Linked DNA regions of Gossypium hirsutum: region 1 is linked to region 2. A link is a contact called in public Hi-C data. All regions are on one chromosome and are shown on one strand. Each heading gives the region's core, a stretch centred on a gene start, on an enhancer-like site or on the middle of the called end of the contact. The rest is flanking DNA. Distances are from core to core; before and after follow the strand shown. Region 1 holds the start of LOC107943250 (beta-glucosidase BoGH3B). Region 2 holds the start of LOC107889232 (protein STRICTOSIDINE SYNTHASE-LIKE 3).

Region 1 (6,366 bases), core at 2,282-4,781, 190 kb before region 2:
ACACATTAATTTATAGTTTGAAGGGTTGAAGAGAGATTTTCTCTTTCTTGTTCCACCAATGAATGAGAGATGGAAAGAATAACGTTCACCTGTCATTTTTATAATCTCGTGTATGATTTTTGGAGAAAAGTCAAAGAATTTTTTCCTTCTTTTCACAATACAGCACAAAAGAGAACACTCATTTTCTTTAGAAACTGCAGCACAATGAAGTAGGAATGACGTGAATTTTGTTTCCATAGAACTTTGGGATAATCACCTTAAGACCCTTGATACATTTACCACTTAAAACTCTCCTATCCATTTTTGGTACTAAAATGAATTCATACCCCAATTAAAAGCTCAATAACTACTAAAATTCCTTAATTAATTTTTAATTCTCAAAGATTAATTCATTTTACAATAATTAATTCTCATTTAAACTTCGCGGTAACAAAATCTGACACTAGAAATTTTGGAGCATTATACAAATGTTTTGGTAGTAAATTCTGATGAGATAAATGGCATATAAGAGTAAAGAAAGGAAAAGAGAGCCAATTGATGACAGAAAGGAGAAAGCCAAAAATCTAGGCCTATTGTTTTGCTTTTATAGTGTCATGAGTTTGAATGTACAATGACGACGTAAGAAATGGAAAAGAATGTTAGAACATAGGGTTGTGCATATTCCCCATTTTGGGTTTGATTTCAAGATTTCGTTTGAGCAATGTGGAATATGGTGGCTGAAGGTTTAACTTGCCCTTGGACTCTTTAGAGGTTGGGTTTTATCTTCCATTGAATTTGTGACTTGCAAAGGTGCTGGATGTGTATGCTACTTCCCCTGGGTGGTTAGTAGGGATAGGCTGGGGGTTTTACTAGGATTCGAGGGAGGAACCCAAGTTTACGATGTTCCAATTAAGTCACTCTAGGAGTGAGAATCCGATTACAAGTCCAAAAATAAAATTAACTTACTCAAATCATACTAACTAACAATAAATTTTATTCTCATATTTTATTAAAATCTCTTAAAATCAAATATTTACATTATATTAAAAAATTATAAAATTAATATCTTTCATCAATCAAATCTCAATTCAGTTAAACAATTATCGAGAACTTCTCTTTTATTAAATAATACTGATTATTACGATAGTATATTTTCTAATTTAAATCATGTAAAATTTTAAAAAATATACTTAATAAGATTCAAACTCAAAACATTATCGTTTTTCCTATTTTAACTTTCTCATTTCAACTAAAATTTTAACACCAATTTTTATAGGAATATATTTATTATATAATAAACTGTAAATAATTAAAATTTGTTAATAGGTTAGATGAATAAAGTGACATGCATTTGAACATAGGATACAGAGATTAAATAATAAAAAGAAGATCCAAATCTAAGCTTCATTCTACATAGTTACCCGATTGACCCGTTGGAATTTAATTGGAGCCGTTGATTCCCACAACGGTCATATTCTAGGAATTCCCCTTTTGCTCTCTTTTCATGTTCTTTCAAAGGAAAAACACTGTTTTCTATAATGTACAAATATTCCACGCTTTACCCTTTCCTCCTTTCCATTATTCCTCGTTCCCATCTCCAATAATATCAGTTTATTGATATCATTTTAATTTACTCCATATAATAATTTTAATAACTGATTTTACCGAGGTTCAAACATAATATTTACATAGATAAACATTAAATCTAAACAAATACACATATGAACTTTATTTAGATTTAATTTTATTTATTTATTTATTTTTATGTTAAATAAATATAATCATTAACATATACAAAATAAATCAAAATATAGAAATTTAATTTTTGTAAGTTCAGCCCATGTTACACATTTAAATATTTAAAATATAAAAAAAATTTCTCTCTCATTTATTATAATTCATGTTTATTATATAATGGAAAAAAATAAGAAGTATCAGAATGATATTATCTGAAAAGTTAAACATAAATATTTTATTTTAATTATGATTCAATTCGCGATGTGATGAAAAAATTCATAATTTTTATAAAAAATATTAATTTTATAAAAAGTAATTACTTAAAATTAGATTATGTGCGGTGATGAATTAGAGTTGTCCCGAAGAGATAAGACTTCCAAGTAATTAAGAATAAAAATATAGATTATTTTTTAAAAAGTTTTCAGTGAGAAATCAATTATTTCCCCCACTTTAAGCCGCGTTCTAAGAGGTTGGCTTCTGCAAGGAAGGTACGCACATTCGTGTTATTCCAAATTTCGCACCGAATTTTTTGAAAAAAAAAAAAAGGGAAAAATCAATATAACATATGAAACCTTATCATTTTCAATGTGATGGCCAAGAATTGAGTATATAATCATTTTTAATTAAAATATGTTTATTTATATTATTATTTAAATTTTTTATTTTTATTTTGATTGATTCTTCGAATTATTAATTTAATTAGAAAGTTATGAAAATATCCTCCTGTAATTAAAATAAATAATATTATTTTAATATATATATGTTGATATTTAAACTCAGACCAATTACATTAATACAACCTTTAATTTACTATATTTACTATTATTAAAACTCCTAACCGAGTTGGTCGGTTAGGAAGTTACGAGAATATCCTTTCGTAGTTAAAATAAATAATATTATTCAAGGATATTTTAATCTTTTTTACTTTGAAAAGAAACTAATAAAAATATTCATATAGTGAAATTTAAACTCATACCAATTATATTAATAAAACCTTTAATTTGTGATTTAACTACAACTCCTTTTTTTGACATTTTTATATATTTTCATTTTATTATGCACACTTTACTATTTTCATTAGTTGTATATATTATTCATGTATTTGGCTGAGTTGATGTCATAAGTCAACTCGACATCGACTTAATATTGATGACAACATTACAGTAAATAATTTAATCTAAAATTTTCAAACCATATGTAAACCAACATTTGTATTTTAAAATATTTAATTTTTGTATTTTTATTTTTAAGAATTCAAAAAGTTTTTTTTTATATATTTTAAATGTTTAATATTTTTCAGAATATGAATAAGTATTTAATTAATATTTTAAAAATCAGATGAATGAATTTTAATAAAATTAAATATGAAAGATATGGTGAATTAATTCCTTTAATCACAAATGGAAAGATGGATCCTTAATCAAACTTATTGAAGTGATGGAATTGTGAAAACAAAGCGAAGTGTGAAGCACTTCAAAATTTTACTAAATAAAAAGAAAAAGAAAATGTGACACACTCTTTTGCTCTTTGGATTTTCATATTTTTAACTAATTTGAGTAATTTTAATGTAATCAAGACATAATTTTTTAGTACAATATTTAAAATAATAATATTGTTTTGAGGCGACAAACAGATCAATACAAATTGTGATTTTTAAAATACGATTGAGATTTATAAAAATAAAACATGAAAAGAAAATGAATTGCGTTTTCAAAGTTTGAAATTTGTCTAGAAAAAAATTTTGTTGGAAAAATTGACTACCGGAAAAGCAGAAGTAAAGGGGAAGTAATAATATAAAAAAGCGTGTTGGGACCATTTTTTTAATTACATTTCTCTATAAATGACTGTCATTTTACATTGGGACTACGACTCTACATCTCTCTCGCTTTCCCCCATTTTTACTCTCCGTGTATTATAGTTTCTCAGCTAGCAGTGCTTTCCAGTAAGTTCGAAGTTCCAATCTTGTTTAGAGTTTTTGATTTTTGGGGTTGTTTTATTTTATTTTTCCACTCATTTTATCTTTTAACTATCTGATAGAAATGAAAATGTTTATCCTTTTAACTTATCTGATAGCAATCAAAATGCTTCAGAGTACTTGAGTTTTAGCTTACAACAGATAGCCTTCACATTTGATTTTTATAGTCTTCTGCCACTTTCTAGATTTTAATCTTCACATACGGTCTAACTTTCTTTACACCTTCAGACTTTCAGAGCTAAAGCTTGATCCGGGAACTCGAAAAAAAATGGCTAAATTTTCAATACCCAAGTTGGGATTTCTACTGCTATGCTGCTTAGCTGCTCTTACGGAAGCAACCTATATGAAGTACAAAGACCCAAAACAGCCATTGGGTGTTAGAATCAAAGATTTAATGCGTAGGATGACTTTGGCTGAAAAGATTGGCCAAATGACTCAGATTGAGCGCACTGTTGCTACCCCAGATGCGATGAAGAACTACTTCATTGGTATAAAACCAAATCCGTCTTTTAACAATCTTTAATAAGTCCACATTTTAGTTTTTTCCTCGTGTTTTGTTTATATGCCGAATTTCTTCCAAGAGTGTATGTTTGATGCACAATCCTCTATGATTTTGTTTATTTAGTTTCATTTACCTGTGGATTCATACCCTAGCTGCCAAATATTAATTTCATTGAATATGCTAACTCTTTCGTTTTATTTTATTATGTTTATTTATGCAAATGGTTGTCATGCTTAATGCTGTCTTTTTAGGAAAATGAGTTATGTGGTAATTGGAGGTGGTTTCATGGTTTGTGCAGGAAGTGTTCTGAGTGGTGGAGGGAGTGTGCCAGCTCAAAAAGCTACTCCTGAAACTTGGATTGAGATGGTGAATACGATACAAAAGGCATCTTTATCCACCCGTCTTGGAATTCCAATGATATACGGGATTGATGCAGTTCATGGTCACAACAATGTGTACAAAGCCACCATTTTTCCTCATAATATTGGTCTTGGAGTGACTAGGCAAGTCTTATATCATAAGGCAAAAATGATCATTGAATTTTTTCTTTATCAATTATTCAAGGTTTTACATTTTGCCTTAGATATAGACTTTCATCTTTTGTCTTATTATGAAGTGGCTAAGAGTTCAAGATTCACTTTCAACCCGCATCGGTCTAATTGGAACTAAATTTAGTGGATGAAATGTTGAGCAATGGTGATTTTTTTCCCCGCAGGGATCCTAACCTTGTCAAGAGGATTGGTGAAGCAACTGCGCTCGAAGTTAGAGCTACAGGAATCCCATATGCTTTTGCTCCATGCATCGCGGTAATTAAACATTAGAACATGCTTGAATGCCGATATATTTTAAAGCATGCACCATGTGTACTAATTTCTTTTGTTTGCTTTTACTACAGGTTTGCAGGGACCCAAGGTGGGGTCGATGCTATGAAAGCTACAGTGAGGATCATAAGATTGTTCAAATGATGACTGAGATTATAACTGGTTTACAAGGAGGCCTCCCTGTCCATTCTAAAAAGGGTGTTCCCTTTGTTGCTGGAAAGTAAGAGTCTTTACTATAAACCAACCACTTAAAAGGCTAGCGTTACTAACTTTACTTGTGATGAGAATTTCCCAAACTACAAGTGTCCCAAATTTGTCTTAAATCTTTTGGACATCGTTAGGTGTAATCATGTGGCAGGCTTTCATTGTGGGTCACTTAGTCATCTAAATATAAAACAAGACTTGAATAATGAAGCAAAGTAATAGGTCCACCAAACTCTTCTGTATCATACCCTATTAGATAGATCAGATTGAGTCATCTGCTCTTAGTTATGAAGATTTATAGGTTCTCCTAATGTACATTTTCAGATTGTAATAACTTAATTGGTTGAATTAGAAAGTATTGAGTTTCCCATCATCAATTAATTTCTTTTTCTAGGAACAAGGTGGCAGCCTGTGCTAAGCATTATGTGGCAGATGGAGGTACAACAAAAGGCATAAACGAGAACAATACTGTTATTAGCTGGAACGGATTACTCAGCATCCACATGCCTGCATATTTTAACTCTATTGCAAAGGGCGTTGCAACAATTATGACATCCTATTCTAGCTGGAATGGAAAAAAGATGCATGCTAATCATGATCTTGTGACCGACTTCTTGAAAAACAAGCTTAAGTTCAGGGTAACATAAACTAAAAACTTATCTCCACTGACTACAATCAGTATAAACCATTTGGTTTTGACTTGTTTCTTTGGGTGTATTTCAGGGTTTCGTTATATCAGATTGGCAGGGTCTTGATAGGATTACCTCTCCTCCACATGCTAACTACTCATATTCTGTAGAAGCTGGAGTTGGTGCCGGGATTGATATGGTCAGTCCATATTTAGTACTATATATGTCAGGCTATTCAAACTTTTTGAGTCTATCGGAGTACCAATCTTTATTTTGCATATGGTACTTTGACAAGTTGAGCTTCTCTCGTCTTCTAAAGAAATCTCTGGTGTCGTGCAGGTCATGGTTCCTTATAACTTCACAGAATTTATTGATGACCTAACCTATCAGGTTAAAAACAATATCATTCCAATGAGCCGGATTGATGATGCTGTAAAGCGAATCTTGAGGGTTAAATTTGTGATGGGTCTCTTTGAGAATCCAATGGCTGATAACAGCCTGGTCAACCAACTCGGGAGT
Region 2 (6,446 bases), core at 757-3,256:
ATTACACTAACAATAAAAAATGTGTGGAGTGTTATGTTCGTGTTGTTAAAAATTTAACAGTGTAGCCATCATTCTCGTTAAAAGAAACAACAAATTATTCAAAATAAAGGTTGAGAGTGAAATTAATCCAAACGAAAATAAAAGATTTAAACCAAAGTGACAAAAGATACGGACATTAAAAGTCAACTTTATTATTACTAGATTACGTCACTCCCACAATTTGGATGAAAAAAAAAGGTAACAAATTTATTTATATGAAATCAAATTAAATTTTAGTTGAAATGGTTAAGTTGAAGTTGATGCCTCGTTTGGTTATTAGTGTAATAGAAAAAATCATTTATTACATATGTATTGTAATAGTTAGACATAAAATAAAGTATAGTTACTAAAAATTTAAACTTGAAATTAGAAAGACGAATAAAAAATCTTGTAAAAAAATAAGATCTCTTCAAAATAAGCAAAAAAAAAAATTCTTCTATTTGCTAAAAATAAGTCATGGGAATGGCTAAATATTACCAATTAAATTAATTTATTGCTAAACTATATACTAAAATATGTATAAAAAATAATACTCCTACCAAACATAAGTATTTTTAGTTTCAAATTCCACTATAGTAATATTTTATAGAAATATTTTATATTAAAAAAATTAAAAAGATAAAAATTCTTATATTAATATTTTTTATTTTGTAAAAGAATAAAAATAGTTTTGAGTAGACTTATTAATATTCAATTGACTTATGATATAAACTCAATAGTTCAATATAGAACTTAAATTATAATATAAATGTCATACCAAATTTTCAGCCATTTGACTCTCTCTTACTACTTATTTTTAATCTTTCATGTCCATTTTATTATTATTTATGTTTGAGATTCGTGATTATCCCTTTCAAAAATATTACCGTTGCTACTTAAACCTTAATTCTTTCTTAAAAGTATAATATACCGAATCTTACAATTTTTTAAACTCATGAAAAAAAAAAACCCATTCTCCTATAAACTTTTCATTGATCATCCAAACATTTGTCAAAAACAAATTTTCTAAGAGCTTATTGGGCCACAGCCCATGAAACCTGTACGAGTAATAATAGAAAAGGCCCAAGTATATATATTACTGGATCGTATATCGTGTAGCTGGGTAACATTTCAATTTAAATAAATGAAATAAATTTTTGAATAAAATAATTATTTTGTTTAAAATTAGCGAGTAATATGTAAAGGAAAATTATCTCCTACGGACAATAATAGCTGCCGTCAGGAGTTTTGGGACATTCCAAATTGGTGAAGGAATATTTCCTTTAACAAATAACAAAATTGATTTTTTTTCGATTTTTTATTACTCTTTAACAAAAAAGAATAAAAAATATGTAATACAAAGAAAAAACTCTAATTAATAAAAAATTTAAAAGCATGGTAATTAATTCATTTTTAAATCAATAAATTTAAATAAAAATGAAGTAGTTTACAAATTTCCCTAAGAATTGACTTAATTTTTTTTTAAAATACCAATACTGTAACTATTAACTCTTAATAACCCTTTTTTTTGGTTTTATTTATGTATAAATTAGACAGATTATTAAAACAAAAAAAAATAGATAGATTAGATTTTAATTTTGTTGTTATAAAATAAAATTTACATTACTACACTTATTTGTTCGTGATTTACTAATTTTTAGATTTTTTTTATGTGTAAATTAGTAGATATGTAACTATAATTTTTTTATCATCTAATTATTAAAAGTTACAAAATAATTATTAATTATTAGTATTTCTTTTGTCATTTAATTATAAAAATTAAAAAATGAACACTTAATTATTTAATTTTATCTTTTTTATTATCAGTTAGATGAGTTAAAAATGAAAACACCTAAAATTTTAAAATAATTAGATAATAAAAATAAACAAAATAAATAATTGTGGGACTGAAATGATAAAAAAAAATCATAATTAATTAGTTACTACAAATGTAATTTATTTATTTTTATTTGAGTACAAATGAGCCGTGGTTGAACATTCAACTGTAATTGGTTATTGCAACATCGGTTTCGGCAACACTCACCTGTCTCATTAAAACAGGAAAAAAAAAAAAAAAAAGAACCTCACCTGCCTCATTTCAGTATCTACCAATGACCAGAAACTAGAGGCAGCAAAAATGAGATCTACCTAACCCTCTATCCGTCCTTCAAAACATACAAACAAAGGGTTGTTTTCTTGATTGCAAGAGAAAGGAAATCTTTTTGGACACCCAAGTGTGGTTGAAGGCTTAAACATCAGCTGAAGAACTGATAATTTTTCTGTTCCAAGCTTTGCTTTTGTACTGTATTTCCTCAAAATTTCTAGCGATGACTCCAATTGGGTTTCTGGGTTTACTGTTTTTGCTGCTCGCTCTATACTGTGGGATAGACCCTTTTAAGCACAGTGCAATCTCTGAATTTCCTGACTTTGAGTCTTACAAGGTGGATTTGCCTCCATGGGAACTGGTTCCGACAGACAGGGACAAGGATAATTTGCTTCAGAAGTCAGAGATTAAGTTCTTGAACCAGGTTCAGGGCCCTGAAAGCATGGCATTTGACCCTCTTGGTCGTGGTCCTTACACTGGTGTTGCTGATGGTCGAGTTCTCTTCTGGGATGGTCAAAACTGGAAGGATTTTGCTTATGCTTCCAGCAATAGGTGAGTTATCTAGTTCTTGCTAATGGGTTTTTTTTCTTTTTCTTTCTTTTTACCTTCATTTGTGATAGTTTTTTTTTTTGTCTGTGTGTGCGTGCGCAGAATTAGCTTATGTTACATAGCTGTACTTTGTTAGAAGTTTCTATGGAAAATTTGGGGATGGCTGCCTTCATGAAGTGATGTCATATGATTGAATAATGTGTGAAGTATAACTGTTATAATATTTTACCATGTGCAATTTGGGATTTCAGGTCTGAAATATGTAATCCCAAGCCATCACCACAGAGTTACCTGCCAAATGAGCATATCTGTGGCAGGCCTTTGGGTCTCCGGTTTGATAAGAACACTGGTGATTTGTACATTGCTGATGCATATTTGGGGTTGTTCAAGGTGGGTCCGGAAGGCGGATTAGCAACACCACTTGTAACTGAGGTAGATGGGGTGCCCCTGAGGTTTACCAATGACCTTGACATTGATGATGAAGGAAACATATATTTTACTGATAGCAGCAGCAAATTCCAGAGAAGGTAGGTTTCTGACAATAATTTTCTAAGTTGTGGACTAATGTCGTTGAAATTCGTAGTGCATTTGAAAAACGTATGAACTATTGAAGATTTTATTAGATCACAAAGGCATTCAAATGCCACCTATTTTCTACGACATGGAATAAGATGAAAAAGATGCTGTCATATTTTTTTTTCAACAAAGCTGTTCTATGGAACTGACTTTGGCTGTGGGGAGGAATGTTCAAATCCTGTCAAGACTAGAGAGTTGTCCACGAAAGTGTTATTTGACTTTGTCGATACTTCCCCTTTATACTATGTCTTAATAATGAGTGGAAATCATTTGATTCCCAATGCAATATATGTTCTTTGATTGCTGTGTCTATATGAGCATGCATGAGCCTTGGGGGTCACATGATACGGCATGTCCGAGAATCACTTATGTGCCTGTCTTAATAATGAGTGGAAATCATTTGATTCCCAATGCAATATATGTTCTTTGATTGCTGTGTCTATATGAGCATGCATGAGCCTTGGGGGTCACATGATACGGCATGTCCGAGAATCACTTATGTGCCTGATGGCCCCTTAAATTTAAGTTACTGTTGCATTGCATTTGTGCTTACACCCAGGGATGGGATTTCTTTTCATGCATGGTTTGTGGATTTTGACACCACCCTTGTCAATTTGTATAAATATAAGGTAATTAAATGATTCCAACTGTAACTTACTATTTTAGTTTTGAGACTGCTGGTAGTGTTTATTGGAAAGAAGACGTAGAAATCTCGGTATACTGAAAATTTTATGTGTTCTAATCATTGATATATTGAAATCTTCTGTAAATCCCTACATAAAAAATCGGTATAAGTTAGTTATACTTGTATTGATTGACATGTGAACCTTTAAGACTATATTTGCAACTTCTGCCAGTGGAACGGAGCAAATTTTCTGTTACTTCGATCATGTTTCACTCTACATGAAAGACCCCATGATGTAGAATGAAGATTATTGGTAATTGGCACTGACAATGTAGCATTCAGGAACTTCATGCAGCTAGTTTTTTCTTCGGAGAATAGTGGGAGGCTTCTGAAGTATAATCTTTACACAAAGGAAACTGCTGTCCTTGTCAGGAATCTCCAATTTCCAAACGGTGTATCCTTGAGCAAGGATGGTTCTTTTCTCATATTTTGCGAAGGATGTCCGGGCAGGTTTGCATGCTTCTACATGTACTCAAATATTGCTGTGTTAGATCTGCACGTGCTATAGCCTTTAAAAACACTTTCATTTGGATTTATATACAATGATGATTTTTCACATTGCTTGAACCCATTTTGCTTCAATACATGACATATTGCTTTCCATGAATGTCGAAAGATCCTGTTTAAAAAAGGATAACCGCAATTGATGATTGTAGATTTTATTTTTCTTTACCTTTATCGTTTCCTTGTAAAAATGCCAGGATTACAGAGGCAAAGTAGATTAGTTCTTAAGAATTATAGTACAACTTTTAACTGTTGCTATGTGATGATTTAATATTATGTTAAATGCACAGATTACTCAAGTACTGGTTGAAAGGTGAGAAAGCAGGGAGTACTGAGGTATTTGCCATCTTACCAGGATTTCCGGACAATGTCCGAACAAATAAAGAAGGTGAATTTTGGGTAGCAATTCACTGTCGCAGGTTCACGTATGCTCATATAATGGGATTATATCCAAAACTCAGGAAATTCATTCTCAAGCTCCCTATATCTGCAAAAATTCAATACCTGCTTCAGATTGGCGGTAAGCTGCACGGAATTGTTGTGAAATACAGTCCAGATGGAAAGCTGTTGCAGGTGTTGGAGGATAGTGAAGGGAAGGTTGTGAAAGCGGTTAGTGAAGTCGAAGAGAGGGATGGCAAGCTCTGGCTAGGGAGTGTTCTTATGCCCTTTGTGGCAGTTTACAACTTGGCTTGAGTTGGGAGGCAGAAGGAAAAATAAAGACTTAGCAATGGTGCTTTATGAATGTGGCAAATCTTCTCTTAGCCATCGTTTTCACTTTGAAGAAAAACACAAGAATGTTTTCTAAGTCTATACTTGTTATTGGCAGTGGGGCTGTATTACTTGGATTGCAAGTATTTGGATAAAATTCTGCTGAAAAGAAAGTATTTGGGTTTTTTCATTTAAATACTTCAGTCCATATGATTTTTAGTTTTTACAAGTAGAACATATTCTTAAATTTATCTTGGAAACCAAGTATCAAATCACCCATATAGTACAAGTAAGACACATAGCCAAAGATTTTAAGAAAAAACTACTTGAAATCACCAATATGGATATTTATAACTTCCAGTTGTAACTACCATTCCTAATCTTAGTGTTAGTTATAACTACCAGTTGTCCACATGTATTATTTGATTTTCATGTTTTAATTGTTTATCTGTGAGGATTTTTAGGAGCACATTACTGAAGATAATTCCTGCAAGAATCGAGCCTAGGAAGAATATATCAAAACTTTTTACATGTTCAAAGTTTCCATAGATAAGATATTTGATCTTCATGGAGTTTGATGACAAGAAACTTTTTTTTGATATGCTCTATTGAATATTTATTTGATGGATATTTTTGCTGAATTAGAAATTCATATTGATTGTAATTTAACATGACACATTGTACTTATTTATTGATGGCTTTTGTTGTTGGAATGGTGAACTCTTTCTCATTTCAATAACTTTTGATACATTAATGAAAAGAAGTGTCGGAAAATTTATTTATAAAAAATAATTTTATTTAACAACGGAAATTTAAATTTTTTTCATAAAACCAAACTTTTATTGGAATATTTATATTATCAAATTTAATATTTGTGTTTCCAAGCTAGGGAGATTCATCATATCTTGGATCTATGGTCTAAATTCTTTTGGCTTTTAATAGGATAATCTTTTTTATTATTCTCGAACCCTCTGATGTTAAAAGTGAACTTTTTCAAGAATTGTACATAAAATGAAAACCGAAACCTTCCAATGGGAAAAATCAACTTTCTCTAAAGAAAATCCAAAACAAAAAATTCAAACCGACAAATTTAAATTATAATTGTCAAGGAATATATAATTAACTCACAAATTTTTCTCACAAGTACTTACGAATAATAATAGAATTTATTTGAATTTAAGGAATTAACTCAAAAAGTTTTCTACTAAAATTGTGTACAATATCTTCGTATATTTTCTTATCATTTTTGGCAGCCTCTTAATTAATTTATATAGAGAAAAAATAATAATATGAGTTTTACTA

Evidence for each region. Hi-C and Micro-C count contacts between places; a contact is called where the count stands out from the background.
Region 1: a contact with region 2 is called in a Hi-C map of leaf, with 2.1 times the contacts expected there. The contact joins the promoter of LOC107943250 here to the promoter of LOC107889232 in region 2. A contact is called at or near these places in 3 of 34 Hi-C or Micro-C datasets (callus and leaf).

What each region holds. Positions count from the first base shown.
Region 1 is chrA09:67,101,679-67,108,044 of Gossypium_hirsutum_v2.1, reverse strand. LOC107943250 (beta-glucosidase BoGH3B) reads left to right here and starts at 3,531. Exons shown (of 10, transcript XM_016876998.2): 1 at 3,531-3,658; 2 at 3,920-4,179; 3 at 4,492-4,696; 4 at 4,909-4,999; 5 at 5,089-5,234; 6 at 5,613-5,856; 7 at 5,942-6,046; 8 at 6,187-6,366. The coding sequence starts at 3,960.
Region 2 is chrA09:66,908,632-66,915,077 of Gossypium_hirsutum_v2.1, reverse strand. LOC107889232 (protein STRICTOSIDINE SYNTHASE-LIKE 3) reads left to right here and starts at 2,006. Exons shown (of 4, transcript XM_016813587.2): 1 at 2,006-2,674; 2 at 2,923-3,198; 3 at 4,215-4,382; 4 at 4,727-5,340. The coding sequence starts at 2,346. The coding sequence ends at 5,129.